2 separate regions of the Oryza sativa genome follow, and region 1 is linked to region 2. Evidence: chromatin contacts called from public HiCAR-type data. All regions are on one chromosome and are shown on one strand. Each heading gives the region's core, a stretch centred on a gene start, on an enhancer-like site or on the middle of the called end of the contact. The rest is flanking DNA. Distances are from core to core; before and after follow the strand shown.

The links. HiCAR-type assays count read pairs that join an accessible place to other places.
Region 1: a contact with region 2 is called in a HiCAR-type map of leaf, with 6 times the contacts expected there. The contact joins the promoter of LOC4341379 here to the enhancer-like site in region 2. A contact is called at or near these places in 5 of 15 Hi-C or Micro-C datasets (leaf, leaf mesophyll, panicle and 1 more) and 1 of 4 datasets of contacts at active chromatin or transcription factors (leaf).

What each region holds. Positions count from the first base shown.
Region 1 is chr6:23,554,652-23,559,537 of ASM3414082v1, reverse strand. It overlaps LOC4341379, which reads right to left and starts at 1,349. Exons shown (of 9, transcript XM_015785591.3): 1 at 1,105-1,349; 2 at 557-608. The coding sequence starts at 1,232.
Region 2 is chr6:23,443,058-23,447,736 of ASM3414082v1, reverse strand. It overlaps the pseudogene LOC107278114. Among protein-coding and RNA genes, the nearest start is that of LOC136351240, 12 kb to the left of the region's middle. Within about 2 kb of position 3,271, at least 9 of the 15 cell types and tissues checked have open chromatin away from gene starts, as enhancers often do. A contact at or near this core is called in leaf, panicle and seedling, where this site is marked.

The DNA.
Region 1 (4,886 bases), core at 100-2,599, 110 kb before region 2:
TGTTAGTTTTTCAGTGGTACACAGATTGGAGTTGGAGCAGAAATATCAGCAAAAGCTCCAAACTTCACACACACACACACAAAAAAAAAATACATGTTAAGAGAGATAATACAACAAAACTTCTCTACTATCATTTCATATCTGAGATCAATCGTCATGCAATTTAGTTAAAGCTTCAACCAGTTAGATACCATTCCCTCATACAGATCAGGAACTATGTTTGGTGGAAATCAAAATTTCACCAGATTCGCAAATTTAGCAAACATTTTATCAATTGAGTACACACAGAAAAAAAAAAGGTCTAACTCCAAGCATTATATCTCCTATGAAATATGTTTTGGCAACATTGAATTTATTCGTAAATAACAGATTTAAAAAATGGTAGAACATATTGCACTTTTGTACAATGCATGCAAACAATTGACTGCTGCCGCTTTCACTTCACGCTCCAGAAAATAATTCCTTCTAATCATACTGCTTGTAAACACTTCCTTCGTAACAAAATAACTAGTTGGTGAAGAGGGCGCAAAGTACAGCACAGAGATAAATGAATTACCGAAATCGCAGTCACATTGACATAAAAATCAATCAGTGTTGCCACCAACCACCTACACAGAGAAAAATTACAACTTCAAGTTAAGGCGCTTTTGGACAATAGTTCTGACCTCCCTACTCTGATGCAACACATAGTTCATTCGTTAAGAACATACAAACTCTCTCAAAGCCTTGGGCACAAACTACAAACCTAGAGGTCTAGAGCATAATTGGTGCACTTAATTATCCAAAGTTGCATCCATCGAGAACTACCTATACTTCCTGTCTTTCTGCAGCACCATTGTGCAGGTCACAGACAATAACATTGGAATAATACTTAAAATAGTACTAGTGACTCCCAACATTTGCTAATCATTACGCCTAAATTTAAAACAAAAATCCAAAAGCTTGAAATGGTCTACTTTAGTAAAAAAAGCAATAGCTGACTAACAATCAGTAACTAGCACATCTGAAATTAGCCAGCACTACCAAAATTCGCGGCAGTAACTAGCACCCAATCCTCTTCCATGGAGGGGGAAGGAAAACGAAGTGGTGTATCAACGCACTCACGGGGTGAGCAGCTCGAGGCGAAACGGCGAGCCGTCGGTGACGCAGGTGTACACCAGGGTGCCCAGCATGAGAGCGCCCAGCGCCGCGAACACCGCCCTGTACACGCCTATGGATCCCGCCGCCGCCATGGATGCGCCCGCTGGCCGCCGCGCGGTCGCCGAGGGTATCAAACGAAGTGGTGTATCAAACTAAACTACCAAAAACTCACCGCGAGACGAAATGGGGAAGCGGGGGAATTCGTCGGCGGAAGAGTCGTGCGAAACAGTACAGAAGGGAAATTTCCTCATCGGGCGAGTGGACGGGACGCGGACACGTCGTGGCGGAGGAACCGGAGGCGGAGGCGAGGCCACGTAGGCGGAATGCGCCTACACCGTAGGTCGCAGTGGAGGAGGAAGGCGTGGGAGTCGGGAGGGGTGGAGGTGGGGATCCGAGCTCGCCGCCGGCCGCCGCGCGCCGCGCGGCTCCGGCGATGTCGGCGAAGGGTAGAAGAGACGGGTTCAATGGGCTGGTTAGGCTATGGGCTGGATCTGATTGGACCTAAAAGTTACCGTTAGGCCTTTCTTTTTAAGGCCCAAAGCAAATTGGGTCAATCTGTGAAGCAGGCTTCATTTTGCTTTAAATTGAAGTTTAAGGGCCCATCATCAGAAATATAATCTTGTTCTTTGGCAACACACATCATGTCCAACTGATTTTGGCCTCAGTTCACTGAATGAATATTGCAGTTTATGAATTTTTTTCCCTACAGAAAACTTTGGATTAATTGTTTGCATACGGACTGTGATGATTCCCAATTATTCAAATCCAAATAGAATTAACCTCACAATTTCACTAAGGTATACATCTCCAATGTTTCTCTCCAAACATGGCCACTTGGTCAGTTAAAAGACCAGGCAGTGATCCACCCTTAACTTTTACTACTCTTTCTCCACAAACTACTAAACTGTTGTTTTTTTAAATAAAAAAAATATTATAGGAAAATTACTTTAAAGAATCGTATTAATTTATTTTTTAAGTTTTTTAAGTTAATACTTAATTAACTATGTGCTAACTCAACCCTCCATTTTGCATGTCGAGGAAAAACGGTTCTCAAACCTTTGCTTCAAACATAGCCGAGACATCTTTTTCTTCTCTTCCATCAAATGACTCGCAGACCTCCGGCAATGATGTAAATTGTCACGACGTTTGCAGACAAGAACCACTGGCATCTCATCACCGAACAAATTTCGTCAGCTCCGGGACGGTTTTGCCTCGGCGTTCAGTCACAACGCCGTGACAGCCGCAGCAGCAGCAGCAGCAGCAGCTGCAGTAAATGGCTAGACGACGGCGGAGAGAGTCAGTAAATTGGTCGGCCGGCCGGCTACCCGGCCCAATCTCCGCAGCCAAGCCAGCCGCCCTGACGTACGACGCCCGCGCCTCGGAGTGATGGACCCAACCGCCGCAACACCATCAATCCGTCAGAAAAATCCGCCTTGATCGATCGATCGATTGATTGCTCGTCGCGATGGCCAAGGTATCTGCATCCGAAACCGCTGCTTTCGTCACTGATCCATTGTACTATATTCGTCCCGAAATATTACTACTAACCTAGCTAATGATTAGATACTTTATAGTATAACAAATCAAAATAGGTTTCAGTTTAAATTTGTTGTACTAGAAAATATCCGATCATATATTAGATAGCAACATTTTGACACGGAGCAAGTATATCTGTATCAGCAGCGATGACGCGCTAGCTCCAGCTATATATCAGCAGCAGCCGGCCGGCCATGCATCGGGTTGTCTGCGTGAGAGGTGGCATTGGCTTGGCAGGCAGAGATGCATACGCATCCATGCATGCAGGAAAAAGATAAGCATGGATCGAGTGACATTTCGTTCCAATCTTGGGCTATCTTGTGTAGATCAGATAAGGAAGGAGACGCATATATAGCCGCTGAGCTAGCTGACGACATTGCAGCCTGCAGACATCGATCGAGCTACCCTGCCGACGAAGCATGACTATGTACTCCCTCCGTTTCAAAATATTTGACACCGTTGACTTTTTAGCACACATTTGACCGTTCGTCTTATTCAAAAATTTTTGTGAAATATGTAAAATTATATGCCTACATAAAAATATATTTAACAATGAATCAAATGATAGGAAAAGAATTAATAATTACTTAAAATTTTTGAATAAGACGAACGGTCAAACATGTGTTAAAAAGTCAACGGCGTCAAACATTTCGTAACGGAGGGAGTACTATCTTTCTTCAATTCAGCAAAATAGGCTAGAGAGCGATCACACGTGTGCGCAGCCCTGCCTGCGTGTGAAAGATACGTGTAATGTCATATCGCTCTTGCAGAATCTATCAACTTTTATGGGGTTAATTAAAAACGTCTGAATTTCGCCCATAACATGGCTGAACATGGATAATAACTTAATTAACCGACGATTGGACCACTAAAAGTATTATATTGTTTCTTCCTTTTCTTTAATCTCGCTTTCAATTTCATACTCTGCGTTTCTTAATTCTTATGTTACTCCAAAGTAAACGGTCTGACATGTGAAGTTTCAGAAAATACTAGAGAGGTTTCATCATAGCAAACAGCTGGTGGAATCAGAATGAACCAGCAAAGCAGAGCAAATTTTCTTCTGATGCATCGTACTCCTGATCTGGGACCAGGTCTTTATTATTGTGGCTGCTAACTTCATTGATAGACAAAGTAAGCGTATTAATAAGTTCATTAAATCTAAAGTCAACCACTTGATGTGCTCTTGGATGCTCTAGGTATTAGTCTTGTCCTTTGATTTTCTTATGTTTCCTTGACATGATGCAGCTCTGAAGTAGGTTACACACTAATCACTATCATGTGCTGCAGTTAGTTCAGGCGACCTAAATTTCTGGAGCCGTCCTGAACATGATCGATCATTATAAAATTACTAATAAAAAATTAACAGATAGTTTAAAGTCATGATCAGATTGAAACATATACAACCAAGTTTGAGAGGAGGATCATCTCATCGTACCTGTACTTTTTTTACAAGGTCTCATATTTTATTTTGCGACATGATGGAAGCTCGTCACTTAAACTATACATCAGTCAACTTCTTTCTTCAGTTACATAATTCGAACACATCGCATAACAAATCATATGTTTGGTACAATTTTTTTTTAAGCACAGAAACAAACAACTGTCATCTGTACTAGTTTTTGTCACCACAACCGATTGAGATCTTTGATAAAGCCTCGCCATTGCTTTCAAGATAAAGAAAGAAAACATCTCAACATGATTTCTGAAACTTCTTCGTTAAGTTCTTGCAGCCAATAGCATAAAAAGCAATGCTTCTCCACACTTCTAATGCTCACGAAAGCAATTCGAGGAGAGATCTTGTTGTGTGTACATTGGATGCCACTAACAATCGTAGCTTGGTTGGCCTGCCTCTCCCAAGAACAGCCTTTACGTTTGTTTATTCCAAAGGGAATTCGCAGTTCAGATGTAGGACAAAAAACTATCACTAGTTCATCCTTGCTCTGTCCTGCTACCAAATTAGGAAGTACTATCCTACTGTGTCATATTGTTGTGGCTAGCAAGCTGCTTGCAATTAATAATGGGTTAAAACAAAGTTATATAAAAGATTAGTGATCCAAATGATGTGTTGAAGAATTCCCCGACAATTGCTGGTGGCTAATTAACATGGTTAAAATGCGGCTATAAATTATGGACGATCGACAAGCGACCTCAAGTTCAAATTGCCTGCAGTCTGTAGAAGTTTTCGACCACAAGACAGTTAAAAGGATGTC
Region 2 (4,679 bases), core at 2,022-4,521:
GTCGCTTGGGCTGCTAGTTCGGCAACGATAACACCTCTTCTGTGATATAGGAGCTGTTTAGTCACTTTTGTGTTTAGCTTGGCAGCAACGTCCTGCGTTTGCGCTCCGCCGTAGTTGTTAGTTGTGTAGCGGTGGTTTTCAACCGGTTTTCCTGTGACTAACCGTGCAGTTGTATGATTTTCGGGCCCGGTTTTCCGTATAAACTGGGTCAATTCTCTTCTTCTAAATATAAAAGTGGAACAAAGCTCCGCCTTAGGGTTCATAAAAAAAAAGAGGTACAGCGTGGTCGAGCTACTAGCCTGGCGTGCGTCGCCGTCGCTCGCACCGTGCCCCCACCCGCCGCCCGCTGAGCCTGCCCCGAAGCCACGTTGAGGCCGCCGCACTTTCGCCCGGGCGCCGCCCGCCGTGCTTGCGCCGGCCACCGCACCACCCTGCACCCACCGTCGGCCGCAGCGGCGCCTTGTCCCGCCTGGCACGCCCGCCGCCACGCCGCCATGCGCTGGCCACCAACCGTGCATGGCAGGAGAAATCAACGCGCTGGCCACGGCGGCGTTGGTGTCCTGAACCCCCGGACATCATACACAACTGCCGAGCGAAGCGAAGACGATGGGAGGGAAAAAGAAGAAGAAACGGCAAAAAAAAAAAAATGATGGAGATGTATGGAAACTTGACGGCAATGGCACGGTCCTAATTTTGTAAAATTTCAATGACACGGTTAGAAATAGATAAATTAGAATGGCATTTATCTGAATATGCACATTTGTAATGGCATGGATTCAATTAACCCTTTCTTTATTGGCAACTGCTCCTAACGAGCAAAGCACAATTACTGAATTTAATAATTTTTTTGAAGAGCGCTGAATTAAGGAATACTGTAGTACTTCGTCCGATCCGTTTTATATTACAAGTTACCTTGGATTTATCATAAGTTAAAATTTTTTAAGTTCAATTAAATTTATATAAAATATAACAATATTTGTAACATTATTCATCAAATTTATCTTGTTTATAGTTTTATAGCATAGTTATTTTAGATTGAAAATACTACTATATTTTTCTTAGAAACCTGACCAGCCTTAAATATGTTTGATTTAGGACAAACTAAAGGTGGCTTATAATATGAAACGGAGGGGTAGTATTTTTTTAACAAAACACTGTAACTTGGGCATGTTTACTAGGACTACATTAAAGGATTGAAATAGAGTAGTCTAGTCGTGTTAGCTTTACTTGTAAAATGCCATATAAAATATATTTTTAATCAAATATATGTTAGCAGCACTTGTTTGCTTATTTTATTTTTTTTATCACTTGATTGGACCAAATCTTGGACTATTCCACAGTATTAAAATAGATCAGAGGCAGTTTGTAAAACTACAAAATACTTAAAGAGGCGATAAATTTACTGTCACCACTCCTATAGTCTAAGACTATAGATATATATTGGGGGAGGTCGGTGAGGTCGGTCTGTAAAGTTTCCGACCGTTGAAAGAAATGGTGGGCTGGCCCAATTTGAAACGAAGACTTGGGACAAACTTTGGGTCGTTATTTTTTGGTTTCTCTTGTTCGAAGTCACCGGTCATCTTTTTCTAGGCCTCTATAGTACGTATTCGGCGAAATTACCAACCTTTGAAGTCAAGAATCCTAGAACGATTTTATGGGGTGACTCAAACTTGTGGATTTGCATTGGACGGGAACGCATATCCTTGTCTGCGTGCTTTACTTTTAGGGTCTACGGTAAGCATCAATGCAATGGGCGACGGGACATGCATCAATTTTATACTACTCCCTCCGTTACAGCTTACTCCATTTGTCGTTCAACCAATCTCACCCTAAACTGTTGCAAATTACATTATTATCATCATTAATACATGCTAATAATACTTCCCAAAGCAAAGCTTTACTACCTCCGTCCCAAAATAATTGCAATTCTATATTGTTTAGCATATATTAAGGTTTGAGAAGAAAGACTATGGTGCCCCTCATTAAATGGTGTTTATGTGAGAATGGGAAGATGGTTGAGGGTAAAATAGGGAGAAATTTGAATGAGATATGATTGATGGGGCAATTAGTACTATAGAATTACAATTATTTTGGGACAAATTTTGAATCCTAGAAATGCAATTATTTTGGAACGGGGGTAGTAATTTTTTTAGTAAGTACGAGAAAGACATCTCTAAAGCTGCTTTGAAATGTGACAACGATAAACATATCTAATAAAGATTTAAAATAATAGAACCACACGACAAGTAAATTGTTTCGTGAGTATCATTGATTTAAGCGGGTTGTACCAAGCTCTACTTGGTACATATGTCTAGATTCATTAACATCAATATTAATATGAGAAATGCTAAAATGACTTACATTGTGAAACGGAGGAAGGACATGCAAGTGCATCAAAGCGCAGACTCCGCTCGCTCATCCTTATAGCTAGTCGTCTATAAAGTTTGGAAGGAGTCTTGAAACACATTGCCACAACACCGATCACAATTATAGCAAAAAATAAAAAGAGGAGGCCAGAGCCTGATGGCAGGGGCAAAAAAGCCTAGAGAGCTAACGAATGTCGTGATAATAGTCCCCTATGTAAACACGCCCTCCCCCTAACACTTGTACTCCCTCCGTTTCGAAATGTTTGACACCGTTGACTTTTTAGCACATATTTGACCGTTCGTCTTATTAAAAAAATTTATGAAATATGTAAAACTATATGTATATATGAAAGTATATTTAACAATGCATCAAATGATATGAAAAGAATAAATAATTACTTAAATTTTTTGAATAAGACGAATGGTTGAACACATACTAAAAAGTCAACGGTGTCAAATATTTTGAAACAGAGAGAGTATATAAACTCACTTCTCTTCTTTATTAATGAAACGAAGCAGTCCCCTTGCTCTCTTCTTCGAAAAAAAAAGTGCGTGTGCACGTGAATTGAAGTTATCTTATCATCTTGCGGTATACTGTAACACAAAGTGTTTTATATGTATCACGAAAGTAAATGCTTTAGACTTGTTTCTTCTAATCGGGCTTGGAACATATAGTGCGAGGAAATGCCCGATTAGTTTCCTTGGGGCCCCTTCCTTTCAGTCCAAAAGTTGCTGCGTAAATCCAGCCCGCTAGAAATTTTGTGCTGGCTGTTTTAAATATTCCTCGGGTTACAACTATAGTAAACCAAAAGGCCTGAGACCAGACGGCCCGGCCCACGGCACGAGGTTTTGGCCCGTCCCAAGCACGGTCCAGGCCGACTTTTGGGTCATACCTAGGCCTCTATCTTGGCACGGTGTGCTGGCCGGAGACGGCCCGAAGACATGAGGGACGCAAATAGACTTATTCTGACCACATAAGAGATGGCCCAAAGAGACGAGAGAGACAAAATATACTTTTTCGAAGGAGGAGCACATAGGTTTTCATGCCTTTGGGCCGGCTCGACACGACCCGTCTTATTGGACCATACTTAGGCCATTGGCGCAGCAGTGGGCAGGCCCAGCTTGGCCCGACATGTAGGTCGCGCCACACTAGTCCGACTGATCTAGAAGCTAGGCCCGGTCATGCCCGAGCCGTGTCGGGCCAAGCGGCCCATCTAGCTATCTATGTTTACAACTAAAGAAGGCCAGACTAAAAGGAAAAGTTAACTTCATTCACAAATTAATTGTACATGTAGACAACTATGCATGATTTTTTTATAGCCAACTATCCATGAATTGAGATAAAAGAGCAAAATAACTCTGTGCTATATGCATATGCGAAGAATGGAGAGAAAAAAATAAAGAGTATTGACTCTTATATAAAAGTTAGCTCTACACATGTTCTAAGATAAATGCATTAAATATAAGTAAAATTAGAGAGGGAAAAGCAGCTGAAGTCAATCTTATGTCTAATTACACGTTGGCTAAAATATAGGCCTAAAACCAACAGTTATCTTTACCATTAAACTTGTGCCAAGAGATCTCTCATCACTTACTCTAAAGTTGTAGCTCTAGTTATAAATGCTTCCCAATCCTATCTTCTTGTATGGTTTGGTACCCAATAAAGCAAGACATGCAAGAAACCATATAATCAACAATGTCAAGTCATCATATCGCATTAGTATAGGGTTATTAGTCGTTGGATCAAAAAGCTACTTATCCATCGAATTGAATCATTGATTACTCATCCATTCACTTCCGTTGAGCTCATTATCACGCATTACATTGTTATCCATTATTCACATGACACTATGTTTTTCCCTCCAAGTCCTCAAAGATAATGCTAACTTATCTTTTTTTTAATGCAATTCCAATTATTGCATAAAATGTGACTTTGTTTGGTTATAAACAATTGGATAAAATACAATAATTAGGCATCATTGACCTAAACCCATTTTTGAAACAAGCTTGAGATGACACAGAGAAGTGCAGACTATCTAATTGTGACAATATCTAGATTATGCATTAAAATAAGAGATAATCCAAGAAATGCAATTGACTAGCAATACTTGCATGCATATTTAATTAGAAATAATCTAGTTTCACTTGTACTTGGCAAATTATTTGTATACAGGAGATTACTTCATAGATGGAGGAGAAATGATGGAAATTCATCGTTTAACCAATCAAAGCCCGACATGTGGCAAACATATGGATGGATGGGCTCACAAACCAATTAGAACATATGCAAATAGGCCCAACCAACATGCCACT